Regions from separate parts of the Mus musculus genome. Here region 2 is linked to region 1. Evidence: chromatin contacts called from public Hi-C data. All regions are on one chromosome and are shown on one strand. The core of a region is the stretch at or near the end of the contact, and the rest is flanking DNA. Distances in the headings are between cores, read along the strand shown. Region 1 has its middle 66 kb from the start of Mtx2. Region 2 has its middle 110 kb from the start of Gm46748.

Region 1 (3,530 bases), core at 531-3,030:
CCTTGGTGCTTCACCTAACAAGCAAGAAAAACCTGGAGAATGGAAATCAGAACACAGCAATGAAAGAAGTACCGATGTATCTATCCTCTTGCTTCTATGCTAGCTTAACTTTGTCTGTGTAGCTGCTAAAGGAGTTGGCTTGTCCTGATTTTGGCATTCCCCATCACCTAAAAGGACAGGATTGTCTGCTGTACTTCATATCATGTGGTCCAGTCTTAGATGTGTGCTCTGAATGGCTAGTCACTGACAGCCATGGCCTGCTGTAAGCCATCTGCTCTTGGCTTCGTTGGGAGAAAATGCTGGGAGAATCACTTTGTTAGTGAAGTCTGAGCCTTTCGAATGCATCAGGTCTGGATTCAAATCGTAGCATATCCGCATTTTGTAATCATGGAAGTCGCTTTCCTCTGTTGTAGTGAGCACCGTCTTGCTTACCCCGTAGATGTTGGGTTCTTTAACTATTATTATGTACTTGTGTCTCTTTATCGACTTTGTCTCTTGTTAAGGTATCCGTATCCTTCTCTGTAGAAAAGCAACACTATATCCAGGAATGGCGAGTGTGATCTTGTCTTTCTCATAACTCTATTTGTGAAGTAACTTACATTGAATTTATGTCTTTCTATCTAGAGTTGGGATGTTACACAGAAGGGAGTGTGTTTATTTCTTTGAAAGAGTGGTATTACAAACAAAACTGGAGAAGGGAGAAGCTGGGACCCTTGCTTCTTCTGTGGGAAAGTCGTCTGGAAAAGTTGATTCGATCCTGAAATATCTGTGGTTTCCAGAAGATGCACCGCGTTCCTTCCTGGGTGCAGACAAAATTCTGCCAGGTGGAGACCTCAGATCTAGCTGGAGTCTCTAGCTTTGTCAGGGACTGATCTTGGTTTTCTGAGATTCAAATGATATAAACCCTTTAATGTATAAACCTGATATGGTAAAACACAGCTAAAATGTTAAGATGTTTTCTTATACAACATGTGCATCTTTGCCAAGGAGGATCCTGTTGGCTCATTGGCACCTGCTGTGTGTCAGCATCGCCAGGCCACGAGTAATCCAGCTCAGGTGAAGGCCTCTTGCTTTTGGAAAAACACAGGGGGCTAATGTCTATATTAAAGGATTTAAGTTTCAGGTTTTCTTCCAAGTAGTCTCTGAGGGCCTGATGATAAAAGGCATCATAAAAAGTAGGATTCTGTGAATAATAATAATAATAGTAAACAATCTCATGATACACAAAAATGTAAAAGGTATGAATAGATAATTTCCTCAAAGATATCCCATGCATTTGGAAATAAAGTATGTGAATGTGATCTTGACTTACATTAGACTTACACTGTAAACTAACTTTGTAATGTAAATAAATGCCTAGTCAGAAGTGTTCTATGACCTATCTATGAAAATATCTATATTGTACATTAGGCCTAAATATCAGTAGTTTTATTGTTACCTTCAAAATATGAGTTCTGGTCAGTGTACTGGTCAGGGTGTTTCTGAGATATACCCTTTTGTGAGGAGTGAGACCCTAAAACACATTTATGCCAACGTATCAAACCCCGCATGACAAGTGAGACCACCCCCAAACTGCGGCTTCTCAGTCTAAGGGTCTCAACTGCAATTGTTTTTTCCCTTTGTTGAACAAACAGATGTGTGTATTTAATTCCTGTCAGTGCAGTCCCATTAGAAACGCACATAAAATCCCACAGAGGTTTTGCTCACCATGAACTGAGGGGAATCTAACAAAGCTAAATGCATAACCACAAGTGTAGGGCCTACTACAGCAGAGCTACTGAAGCGTCCCCTCTGGGTGGGACCAACTGCTGCTTTAAGCTCTCACTGTCTTCAGGTGACAGCGAGCAGATAAATTAGCTCAAGTTCAGTTCCTTATCTATGAAGTCAAGCATAGACAGCGGGTGATGAGCTAACCACATTGCTGGATTACGAGATGTCCAGTTTGATCTGAATTTCAGATAAAGAAGGAATATATATTTAATATAAGCATAGCCCAGGTATAACACAGAATGTAGTAACTCAAAATTATGTAACTTTACACAAAATTAAATTTAACTGATATTCTTTACATTTCTCTTTATAATTGTTTTCCTATTGAAAGAAATTTCTATTCTGAAAAATGAAGTCTTTGAGAATTTCATAGAATGTATTTTGACTGTATTCCTCTCAAATTTTCCTAACCCCCAAAGTAAAATAGAAATTTTATTATAAACAGAAATTTTTATGTGTGTGTAGTAAAAGTGACATCATGTTATATAAAGTAATTAGCATATTCCTTAATCTAAATAATTTTAAGTAAAATGAGCTTTTAAAGAAAACTAAGCTTTTAAAATTTTGAGCGATAGCCAGGCAGTGGTAGCTCCCAATTTTAATTCCAGTACCAGGGAGGTACAAACAAGCAGATTTCTTTGAGTTAGAGATCTACACAGTGAATTTCAGGACAGCCAGGACTACACAGAGAAACCCTGTCTGGAAAAATACCAATCAACCAACCAAACCAAAAATTGACGTACATATTATTAAAAACCGGAGCAATCCATTGTAGAAAGACAGAGCTCTACAACCATCATACCTGTTAGTCTGAAGATGTTCCTCTGTTCTTTGCTAAATTTGGCAGTCCTAGTTAGAAGGTCTTTGAAGGATAACTTTTTAACATTGCTCATATTTAATTACCTGTGAGGGTCAGCACGAAAATGTGTCTAAGGTAAGTCCAACCCTGTATATCCACTTTGTCTTTTTGTAGACACTGGTCTGCAGATTAGAAGCTTTGGCGGGGCTTACTTACCTCTGCATCTTAAGATCTCTAGGACAATTAAATGGGATAAATTGTTCTGAGACGGAAAATACCCCTGGGCTCTTCACCCTTTCTCTCAAGAACAGTCCAAAAGAAGCCAGTCTTACCTCCACCTTGTTTTCTGGCTCAGCTAAAGACCTGGCATTCCACCTCCCTTTCCAACAGGTCACAGTAGGAGCAGAATTCCAAGGCCAAATTCAGTATTTGGCTTTTGTTAAATCTTTCACAACTACTGAGTTTTTATGCCCAGAGGTTTCTTTTATTGAATTTTGATGTCCGATTCTGTCTCCTTCAAAGGAATTGAACCCACTCATACAAAGATTCAATTTGAAACTTGTTATAAAGAACTCTCCCCCTGATGTCTGGGTAGCCAGGGCCACCAGCAATGATATTGTTCCTCTGTGTCGCTCCCATTGTAATGCGCATACAAGCCAAGTCTTTAGATCTAGCACAAGGCTAATTGAAAGAAGCATTTCAGTTCTATTATTCAGTAGATGGAAGAGAAAATGGGGAATTAACATTTGATGTGCGTCTAGGGTCCACAAAATTGCCAGATGAACAAGTATTTTGGCTCATAATTTATTTTGAAAAAAGGACTTATAATACTAAATGTTAAATAAAGAAGAAGTTGCCAGCTATGCATTGGCTGACACTTTCTCTGGAGAGCTATCCTCTTTTCTAAATAAGGGTCTCTATCTCCAAGAGACCAGTCCTTGGTGAGCCCAGGAGAGCCGGA
Region 2 (3,530 bases), core at 687-3,186, 64 kb after region 1:
ATCCTTTTTTCTAATGGGGCTAAGGTCAAACGTTGTTGCCAAACGATCATTATTTAAAGCAACCAGTGTTCAGCATCCTCGCCCTGAGCCAGCGGATGTCTCTATCAGGAGAAATCAGCTGTGGTAGGTTTTCTTGTTACTAATCTGAGGACCATGAAGAGCAGCCCAGAGAGACTGGCAGTTCAGCAGAAAGATCCCTTACTAACAATCCTGTCTGTGAGATGAAAGAAAGCTAAGTGAGTCTGGTCTTGAGAAGCCTGGTGGCTTTGCAGTTGGAAATAACCAATCACAGACCTTCCTTCCTCCCTCCCCCCTACCCAGCCCCACCTTGATAGTTACAGGAGCCTAGACGAAAGTCCTGAAGTTGTCTTGTCTTTTCTTCTCTTCTGTTTTCTTTTCTTTTCTGATTCAGGGTTCTTATCTGTGAGATGAAGTTTAGATGAAACATACTATATAAAAGGTCTAGCTTAAAATAGATGCTCAGTAAGTGGAAGTGTTCTCTTTCCAAGGTACCTGTTCATATGCCTCCTCATTGAAGAGAGAGAGAGAAAGGCTGTGTAGAGTATCATTCAGAGACACGTGGTGGGTGTCCTAGGAGACAGAAGCTAAGTACTCTGTGAAAGCCACTAGATGTTCTTTAAAGGGTGCTCATCACTCCAACCAAGAAGGCCAGGGAGAGAGAATTTCTTTCCCTGATTCATTTAAAGTGCCCTGTTTTATTGGGGCCCCCTCCACCCAACATCAAGAATGAGTATAAGCTCCTATGGCTTAATATAGAACGATGGTACAGTCTCCTTGCTCTGATATGTGAGTGTGTACATGCGTGTATGCCTCCCTCTGTGTGTGTGTGTTCACACACTCGCGCACACGTGCATGTGCAAGCACACGTGAGCTCTGGCTAACGAAGTCCTTCCCTAGGCTTACCTGCATAGAGCCTGGTTGTGGGATGAATGAATGAATTTAGTGAGCTTTGGAGCTGCACCAAGGACACATTTTGGAGCTTCCTAGGGGAAAAGTGCATTCTGGGAAGTAAACGCCCACATCCAGCTTTTGCTCTTTCACTCAATCTGTGTTTTCAGTAAAACTGAACCTGTCATATTTTGTCATTTGCTCCGGGCAAGTGATTAAGTGGCCATTGTAATGACAGATTATTTTTCTTTGGACTCAGGCCCCTTGACATTGAGTAGGCCAGAGTACAATGCACAAAAATTTCTCCAGAATCTTCCCTCTGGGGAAGAGGCAGAGAGGATCCAGTCCTGCCCACTGGCTCGTTCTCCTGAGTCAGGACCTGTGTGGGTTGAAATGGTCAGGGTTCAGATGTAGCTTTCTCAGCTCAACCTAACACAGTAATTCAAATAGCCATACAGACATAGCTACTTGATTCCTATGAACCATTATAACGGGTGTGTCTATGTATGGCTAGGCAGAAACTAGCTGACCAGTGCATCACAGTGTATCACATTAAAGATTTCTGAGCCACCAGCTAGGTGGTTAGCAGGACACTACTCAGAGTTGACTGCCATAGAAGCACATTGCTACTTCTATGTCCAGCTGTTATCTTAGAAGCACACTGCTTCTGCCATGGTCCAGCTGTTATCTTAGAAGCACACTGCTTCTGCCAAGTCCAGCTGTTATCTTAGAAGCACACTGCTTCTGCCATGTCCAGCTGTTATCTTAGAAGCACACTGCTTCTGCCATGGTCCAGCTGTTATCTTAGAAGCACACTGCTTCTGCCATGGTCCAGCTGTTATCTTAGAAGCACACTGCTTCTGCCATGGTCCAGCTGTTATCTTAGAAGCACACTGCTTCTGCCATGGTCCAGCTGTTATCTTAGAAGCACACTGCTTCTGCCATGGTCCAGCTGCTACCATAGATATATAGTCATGGCTTTACTTTGGTCAACATTTGCAGGAATAAGATTAGAAAAAGGCAAAAACAGTTAACTCTGAACTAAGATTAAGCTTCTGGCTTCTTGCTTCTTGCTTGTACAAAGATCATCTGCGTAAGACCCTTGTGGTCTGTTTTTGTAGCATGCAACATATTCAAAACTTAGAAATTTGTGTACTCTTTTTCTTGAAAAAGATATTTACTTTCAGTTGTACCACAGTCTCCAGAAAAACCCAAATATGTCTTGATTAATTGGGGGGGGGGCGTTGTTTTGGAAGGGGCAGGCTTTTTCTGTGTAGCCGTGGCTGTGCAGGAACTTACTCTGTAGACCAGACTGGCCTTGAACTCAGAGATTAACCTGCTTCTGCCTCCTGAATGCTGAGTTAAAGGCCTGCGCCACCCCCATCCAGCTTGGTCATTCACATTCTGACTTCACACAGAATGAACATCTAAGAGTATTCCTTGTGTCAGAAATGACTCATTTCCACCTGAGGTTTAAGTATGCCACATCACCTTGTTGCAAAATTGTATCTCCCAGCTTCCCTTGCTCTTAAGTGTGGCCATGTGACAACATTTAGTCCAACAGGCTGTAAGCTGGAGTGAGGTCATGATTCTGGGTTGCTACTTGATCTCAGTTCCCCTCTTCCTCCTTCCTGCTGGTGGGATAGGTGGAGGACCTAAAGCCTCTGTTGGTGGTGGCACTGCCCTGCTGTCCCCCCACTTGCGGGAGACTTATAGGTAGGAAAGAAAGTCATACGAAACCTAGAGTCTCTTAGTTATGATAATTTAGGCTGTACTAATGAAGTTTTTTTCCTCCTCTCCATATCAAAGAAAATAAATGAAACAAATAAACTCAGTTAAGAGTTTGTCTCTGTAATTGCTCTAGCTATACAACATCTAAAACTGAGTTTGTCCAAGATTGTGAAAACTTGAGGAATATCTGAATCATAGACTCTCTCCAGCTCTGTCAACTTAATACCAGAAAGAACGCTACAAATAGCTAGAGGTAGGGTCAGGTTGTTCACAGATACTGGAAGATGCGATTTCCTTCTTTGGTTCTCAGCATTTCTGTTTGTACTTTGAATGATTTCCCCCACCAAGGGTTTTGGGAAATTCAAATGAGGCCACACATAAGGTACCTGTCAAGTTTTAAGTTAATTAGTTTATAATTTTATCATTTTAATTTAAAATTCTTTGTTTAGATAAACGCTCTAACTCGATACTAATAAGAACCTGGGGATTTGATATGAAGGTAAGAGATTATCTCAGAATGCTTAGCTCATCGCAGAGCAACGTAAGCACACAATCAATGGTCATGCACTATCAGAAAAGTTAGTAAGTGTTCAATAGATGATGGCTTTGTTTCTGGCAAAAAAAAAGCCTTATTAATAATAACACACACCAGGTATTTAAAAATGTAAGCACTATACAAATGTGAGTGTTGCCATTGTTGAGTCTACTCTGAAAAAAAAGGAAGAAAGGAAGGAAGGAAGGAAGGAAGGAAGGAAGGAAGGAAGGAAGGAAGGGAAGGAAGGAAGAGACTCCATTGGTGGATGTAGAAGTCCCCCAGGGAATATTTACAGGATAGAATTTTGGATCGTAGGGACATGAAGTAAATGGCCACTCATGGTACCCTGTTGACC

What was found. A called contact is a pair of places that touch in the nucleus more often than the background predicts.
Region 2: a contact with region 1 is called in a Hi-C map of the HPC-7 cell line, with 2.7 times the contacts expected there. The contact joins two enhancer-like sites. A contact is called at or near these places in 9 of 484 Hi-C or Micro-C datasets (the 3T3-L1 cell line, 3T3-L1-derived adipocytes, the G1E-ER4 cell line and 5 more) and 3 of 115 datasets of contacts at active chromatin or transcription factors (embryonic stem cells and fibro-adipogenic progenitors).

What each region holds. Positions count from the first base shown.
Region 1 is chr2:74,890,216-74,893,745 of GRCm38.p6, forward strand. No RefSeq gene overlaps it. Among named protein-coding and RNA genes, the nearest start is that of Mtx2, 66 kb to the left of the region's middle. Within about 2 kb of position 1,781, at least 3 of the 459 cell types and tissues checked have an H3K27ac peak or open chromatin away from gene starts, as enhancers often do. A contact at or near this core is called in the HPC-7 cell line, where this site is marked.
Region 2 is chr2:74,954,330-74,957,859 of GRCm38.p6, forward strand. No RefSeq gene overlaps it. Among named protein-coding and RNA genes, the nearest start is that of Gm46748, 110 kb to the right of the region's middle. Within about 2 kb of position 1,937, at least 2 of the 459 cell types and tissues checked have an H3K27ac peak or open chromatin away from gene starts, as enhancers often do. A contact at or near this core is called in the HPC-7 cell line, where this site is marked.